2 separate regions of the Sus scrofa genome follow, and region 2 is linked to region 1. The links are chromatin contacts, called in public HiChIP or PLAC-seq maps. All regions are on one chromosome and are shown on one strand. The core of a region is the stretch at or near the end of the contact, and the rest is flanking DNA. Distances in the headings are between cores, read along the strand shown.

Evidence for each region. HiChIP or PLAC-seq counts read pairs in DNA pulled down with a chosen protein or histone mark.
Region 2: an H3K27ac HiChIP or PLAC-seq map of alveolar macrophages shows a contact between it and region 1. The contact joins two enhancer-like sites. A contact is called at or near these places in 1 of 47 Hi-C or Micro-C datasets (embryonic fibroblasts) and 1 of 2 datasets of contacts at active chromatin or transcription factors (alveolar macrophages).

The regions. Positions count from the first base shown.
Region 1 is chr1:29,205,347-29,208,498 of Sscrofa11.1, forward strand. No RefSeq gene overlaps it. Among named protein-coding and RNA genes, the nearest start is that of ALDH8A1, 150 kb to the left of the region's middle. Within about 2 kb of position 1,860, at least 18 of the 83 cell types and tissues checked have an H3K27ac peak or open chromatin away from gene starts, as enhancers often do. A contact at or near this core is called in alveolar macrophages, where this site is marked.
Region 2 is chr1:29,643,233-29,646,338 of Sscrofa11.1, forward strand. It overlaps a transcript of SGK1 not described here. Among named protein-coding and RNA genes, the nearest start is that of SGK1, 100 kb to the right of the region's middle. Within about 2 kb of position 1,634, at least 2 of the 83 cell types and tissues checked have an H3K27ac peak or open chromatin away from gene starts, as enhancers often do. A contact at or near this core is called in alveolar macrophages, where this site is marked.

The DNA of each region.
Region 1 (3,152 bases), core at 610-3,109:
CTGGCCTTACTCTGTGGGCTAAGGATCTGGCGTTGCTGTGAGCTGTGGTTTAGGCTGCAGATGCGGCTCGGGTCCCACTCTGCTGTGGCTCTGGCGTAGGCCGATGGCTACAGCTCCGATTGGACCCCTAGCCTGGGAACCTCCATATGCCTTGGGAGCGGCCCTAGAAAAGACAAAAAAAAAAAAAGAAGAATTTAAGTCTACACTTCTGAAAGTATTTCTTTGCTAAGAGGATTAAAAGATTTTCCATTTCTTTGCAAGAGAACAATTTAATATCATTTAAAGTTTGTTTTTTTTTTTTTTTTTTTTTTTGCTATTTCTTGGGCCGCTCCTGTGGCATATGGAGGTTCCCAGGCTAGGGGTTGAATCGGAGCTGTAGCCACCAGCCTACGCCAGAGCCACAGCAACGCGGATCCAAGCCGCGTCTGCAACCTACACCACAGCTCACAGCAACGCTGGACCGTTAACCCACTGAGCAAGGGCAGGGATCGAACCCGCAACCTCATGGTTCCTAGTCGGATTCGTTAACCACTGAGCCACGATGGGAACTCCAAAGTTTGTTTTTTTATTCATATTTCCTTTTGTAGAATTTCAGGTTTTCTAAAGTACATTACACAGCATGTTCACAGTCTTCTTTTTTTAATCTTGAGGGTAGTCTGTTTCCCATATTAAAAAAATAAGCCCAAATACTGTATCTACTGGTATTTGAAATGAGACATCAGTGGCTTTTAAAGGAAGTGAGCATCTTGATACTTGAGCTAACGAGTAGTTATTAATGGAATAGTATAACAATCACATTGTCATTTATACCGTTTTATCAACAATGTAATTTTTCTGAAGCTACGTATAAATTCATCTCTTTGGCTGTTTTTCCCCAGATTTTTTTTTTTTTTTTCCTTTTTGCCTGAACCAGAACAGTGACGACACCGGATCCTTAACATCCTGAGCCACCAGGGAACTCTTTCCCCAGGTTTTTTTACATCACAAATCTTTACTCAACCATGTTCAGTATTTTCCAGAAATTATTTTCTATCTTTGGAAGCACTGGGTATTTAGGATGATGGTTTATTGGTCCTTTATCAGCTCAAAGTTTAGTTGCTTTGTATCATTTCCCATTTTTTAGATCAGTTTTTCTAATGTCACCTATTTTGTTTCTTAGCACTACCATTAGCCGCTTAAATAGTAGAACCTAAAATAATGAATGGAGAGAAATGTCAATAATTATTTTCTTAAAGCCTCACATTGAATAGAAACTATGCAGTATAGTAATTATCCAGCCCAGCATTTATCAAATGGAGTACCTGTCCCATGAAATGTTAATAAACTCTCATTAAAAGAAGAATTTGACGGGAAAATTGCTTCTTGAAGATCTGTTCATACACAATAGCATCCTAAAGTCCTGAGAAATCCTGCACTAAGAAATCAGTCTTTGTTTAACGCAGTTTTTCTCAACTATACTTGGCCATAGAAATCATTTTCTGTGTTAAGATCCCCTGGAATGCTGGTGTGGTCTCATCACATATACATACATATCTACAGCCTTCCTTATACTTGAATGCCATGTCTATTTACCATGTGTGTGACTTGACTATTGCTCTAATCTGACATTCATCAAGTCCAGCTGGCCTGGCTCACCCCTGCTCCATCACTACTGCTGGACTGTCATCCCTGCGGGTCACTGACATCTGCTGTCAAATACCATCAGCAGTCTTCTTGGCTTGTGAAAAAAAATGGAGAAATATGGGAAATGACTAAAACTATGACTCCCATCTGCTTTTGCTGTCGTGCTGTCACCTCAGACTCTTTGTCATTGAGAGCGTGATGCGCATGAAGGATGTGATCTAGAAGGGCCTGGTCCTGCACTCCCCACCCACAGGCCATCTGGAGCAGGCAGGGGAGGTGAGCCAAAGATTACAATCCCGAGAGGTAGAATGTGCCAGTGATTATATCTCCTGGAAATGCATCCATAAGAACTCTGATTTGTGTTTCATGTTTTATAGGCTGTCTGCTGACCTCCCTTTACAATGGAGCCAAAGTATGTGTGGGTGTAATGTGAAACTAAGTTTAGGTCCTGCAGCCTGTCTTAAACCCAGGCACAGGGAAGAGGTGGGGTGGAAGCTGAACTTGTACTGAACTTGTCTGCTTCCTGTTCAGTTGGTATGAATGTGTTATTGAGCAGAAGGGGAAAAAAAAATCTTTCCATTGAGACTTAAATGGCTTGACTGAAACCTAACCTGGGTTTGCTGCTGCCATGACTTCCACGCATCAGTGTCTCTGTGTGTCCTTGGGGTAACCTCCACTAGCTGTTGACAAGCCAGGCTGTGTTAGATAAGTGGCCAAAAACCAAAGGTAAAGAGGTGATGGATGGGGAGGCTCTAACAGTGAGGACCTATATAATCCACTGAATTTCCCTGGTCACCTCCTTTGTCTGACCTCTGAATGTCCCTTCCATTACTCTCTCAGCTGTGAACTTCAGACAGATAGTCCTTCTCCTATTTGTTCAGGGCTTTCCTGGAACACCCCACTAAAAGTGTCATCTTGATGTCTCTGCCAGGGCATGGCTGTGATTCATAGATCACAGACATAAATCATGCATCTCTGGATCCTTCAAATGATGCTTAAAAGTGCCCTGCCTTGTGGACCTCTTATAACTCTACTGGATGGAATCTGACTATGAAATATTCATCTGAGAGTCCCTTCTTTTTTTTTTTAATTTTCTTTCCCATTAATGAGGAAATGATTTTAAGCACCAGTTTTCAGAACCAAATAAACTCGAGGAGGAATAAAAATAGCAATGACCTATTTAAATTTGGGGAGGGAAGTGGAAAAATGTTGAAAATTAGAAGTTGTGCAAATAGCTTGGTAATCTCTGGGTATTACAAAATCTAACTGTGGTCTGCAGACAATGCTGAAGGTTGTAGTAGCTACTTGAATGAGGAGTGAGCTTGGAATGTCAGCCAGCCTCAGTGCTTGCTTGGTTTTAGGAATACCACCTGTGAAATTGGTCTTGGTGGGAGGTTCACACAGTAATAAATAGCCTAATGAACCTCTTATATCCTCACACAAACTCAGAGCTGCCCAGGCACTTTCTGACAGTATCTTCTTTCCCTTCCGTTGTGGAATGAAAAGAAAGCCAGTGGAAATTTTCTTAA
Region 2 (3,106 bases), core at 384-2,883, 440 kb after region 1:
CGAGGCCAGGGATCGAACCCACATCCTTGTAGATACTAGCCAGGTTCTTAACCTGCTGAGCCTCAGTTGGAGCTCCTGGACTCCTTAATAAAGCCTTTTTTCTCTCACCTCCAAATCTACTCTTTCCTGCCTTTCATCTCCTTGGCTGTCCCATGAAGAAATCACAGCACTTAGTCAGATTATGGTAGTGAGGCTTTTGTGGCAGGGAAAAAGCCAGTGAAAGAGGAAAGAACTTCCCTGGAGTCTTAAAGAGAAATGGCAAACTTGGGATTAGAATTGGGATCCTTCTTTGTGGCCATAAACTCTTTTAGCCTCTCAGATATCTACTGTTATTGTTTGTTTTTCTACTTTTCTTGATTTACTTTCTCTATTTGAATTCAAGAAGCATTTTGTTTTGTGAAGAAGTGAGGTATTTGGATATTCTTGGGAACAGCTGATGCTAATGTGCTTTAGCTTAAATTACATTATTCCTCCCCACCTACCACGGGGCAAAAAAAAGCCATAGGAACTGGAAAACTACCAGAGGCTCCTAAAGCCTGTCAGAGGAAATGGCCTAATTCTTTCTTTGAAACTAGAACAAACAGACAGAGCCAAACACTGAGTATTAACAAACTGGAAATCTTTTTTCTATATTGTAAATCTTTTTTTTTTTTTTTTTCCGTCTTTTTAGAGCCACACCTGCAACACATGGAAGTCCCGGGATAGGGGTCAAATCAGAGCCGCAGCTGCCGGCCTATGCCACAGTCACAGTCACAGCAACTCAAGATCTGAGCCATGTCTGCGACCTACACCACAGCTCACAGCAACCCGGGATCCTTAACCCACTGAGCAAGGCCAGGGATAGAACCTGCATCCTCATGGATACTAGTGGGGTTCTTAACTCTGTAAGCCACAATGGGAACCTGGACATTTTTTAAAAAATGGTTTACTAAGCAGAAGCATAAAATAATCTTAAGGACAACATTTTTTTTTTTTTTTTTTTTTTTGGTCTTTTTGCCATTTCTTGGGCTGCTCCTGCAGCATATGGAGGTTCCCAGGCTAGGGGTCAAATCGGAGCTGTAGTCACCGGCCTACGCCAGAGCCACAGCAACATGGGATCTGAGCCGCATCTGCAACCTACACCACAGCTCACAGCAACACTGGATCCTTAACCCACTGAACAAGGCCAGGGATCAAACCCCCAACCTCATGGTTCCTAGTCGGATTCGTTAACCACTGAGCCATGACGGTAACTCCCCTAAATATTTTTTTAATTTTGTTAATTGTAGTTTAATATAATTTATACCTTTGTAATCCTATGTATTTTACTTAATTCATTAACAATTTATTCTAGGAAGGGATTTCTAGACTTTGCCAGATTGCCAGAAGGGATCTAGGCTCAAAAAGTCAAGAGGCCCTGTAGTCATTCCCCTTCCTTAGTCTGTTCTTCTGACCTTGAACTCTTCACTCTTGACCTGGCCAACACACACTCTCATTCCTCAGGGCAGGATTGAAAGGTAGCCCTTAAAAGTGCCTTCCCTGATCCTCCCAGATTGGGAGAACTTCCTGTCTGTTTCGTTAGCAGTGAACTTCCCTCAGTTATGGGTTGATTTCACTATGATTCAACAATCGTTTCACCGTTTGACCCTTAACACACACATAAGCTCTTTAAAATGAGCCCAGTGGCTTTATTCCTGTTATATCCGCTGTGCCCAACCCATAGATGTGTTTAGTTATTCTCTGTTCAACTCTGAGTGATTCTCACCACATTTTAGCAGCATGCCTTCCTGGGCCATTCATTCATACCAACATTTATTCTGAATCTGCTAGGTTCCTGGGATTTTCCAGGCCCTGGAAATAAGGCAGAGGTTATATAGAAAGTAATTCCTGACCTAGATGCTTACAGGCTCATGAAGGGAACTAGTCGATAAACAAAGTTTGGAAAGTGAAATATTCCAGTCACAGAAGAACACTACTGTGTGATTGCTGTAGTATAAGGTATCTAGAGTAGTCAAATTCACAGGGACAGAGAGTACCAATGGTGGGTGCCAGAGGCTGGGGGGAGGGGCTGTCAGGGATGAAGAGGTACTTTTTAATGGGGTACAGATTTTCAGTTTTGAAAGACTGGTCTGGAGATGGGTGGTGGTGATGGCACAACAATGTGAAGAACGGAACTGCACACTTAGAGATGTTTAAAATGGTAAATTTTATGTTATGTAAATTTCACTACAACATTTAAAGATTGGTCTGGAGATGGGTGGTGGTGATGGCACAACAATGTGAAGAACTGAACTGCACACTTAGAGATGTTTAAGATGGTAAATTTTATGTTATGTAAATTTCACTACAACATTTAAAAAGTAAAGCACGCTGTAGTAGATGGGAAACGTGCTAAAGAAAAATAAAGATGAGAAGGAGGAATAGGAAGGGCTGAGAGGTAAGAGGCTGGGACAGACCTCAGGGCTGTAGGATTTCTTACCTGTTTTTGTTCAGGGCCTGAGCTACAGGCACCCAAACCACATGTTTGGAAGAGGATTCAGAAAGCCCTAAATCTTTCATCTGATCATCCGTGGGTACTAAAGCAGAACTTTTGTAATACAAGTTGCTAAATTTCCAAGACTTGGATGCTTTTCATTCCTCCAGCACCTTCTGGAAAAAGCATACAGTCCATGAGTGAAATCCTCAGGAAGAATATTTGGCAACTCAGATTGTCACTTGGACCTACCATTTATCTTTTCCCGTCCACTTTTCAGTTTGACATAAGCATTTTGCCACTGCGCGTCATCAAAGAATTATGAGACGATTTGAGGAGGTGCATATGATTCATTTTTGAAAATCAGATAATTATATCTGATTTATGTCTTCAGTGTCCTCATAAATCACCTTAATATCCATGCTTCCTTGAGTTTGGCTTTATACAATTTACTTTCCTTAACTCAAAAAAGATAATCAGGTGTTCCCATCATGGCGCAGTGGTTAACAAATCCAACTAGGAGACATGAGGTTGCGGGTTCGATCTTTGGCCTTGCTCAGTGGGTTAAGGATCTGGCGTTGCCATGACCTGTGGTGTAGGTCGCAGATGCAGCTCGGATCCCGCATTGCTGTGGCTCTGGTGCAGGCCGGTGGC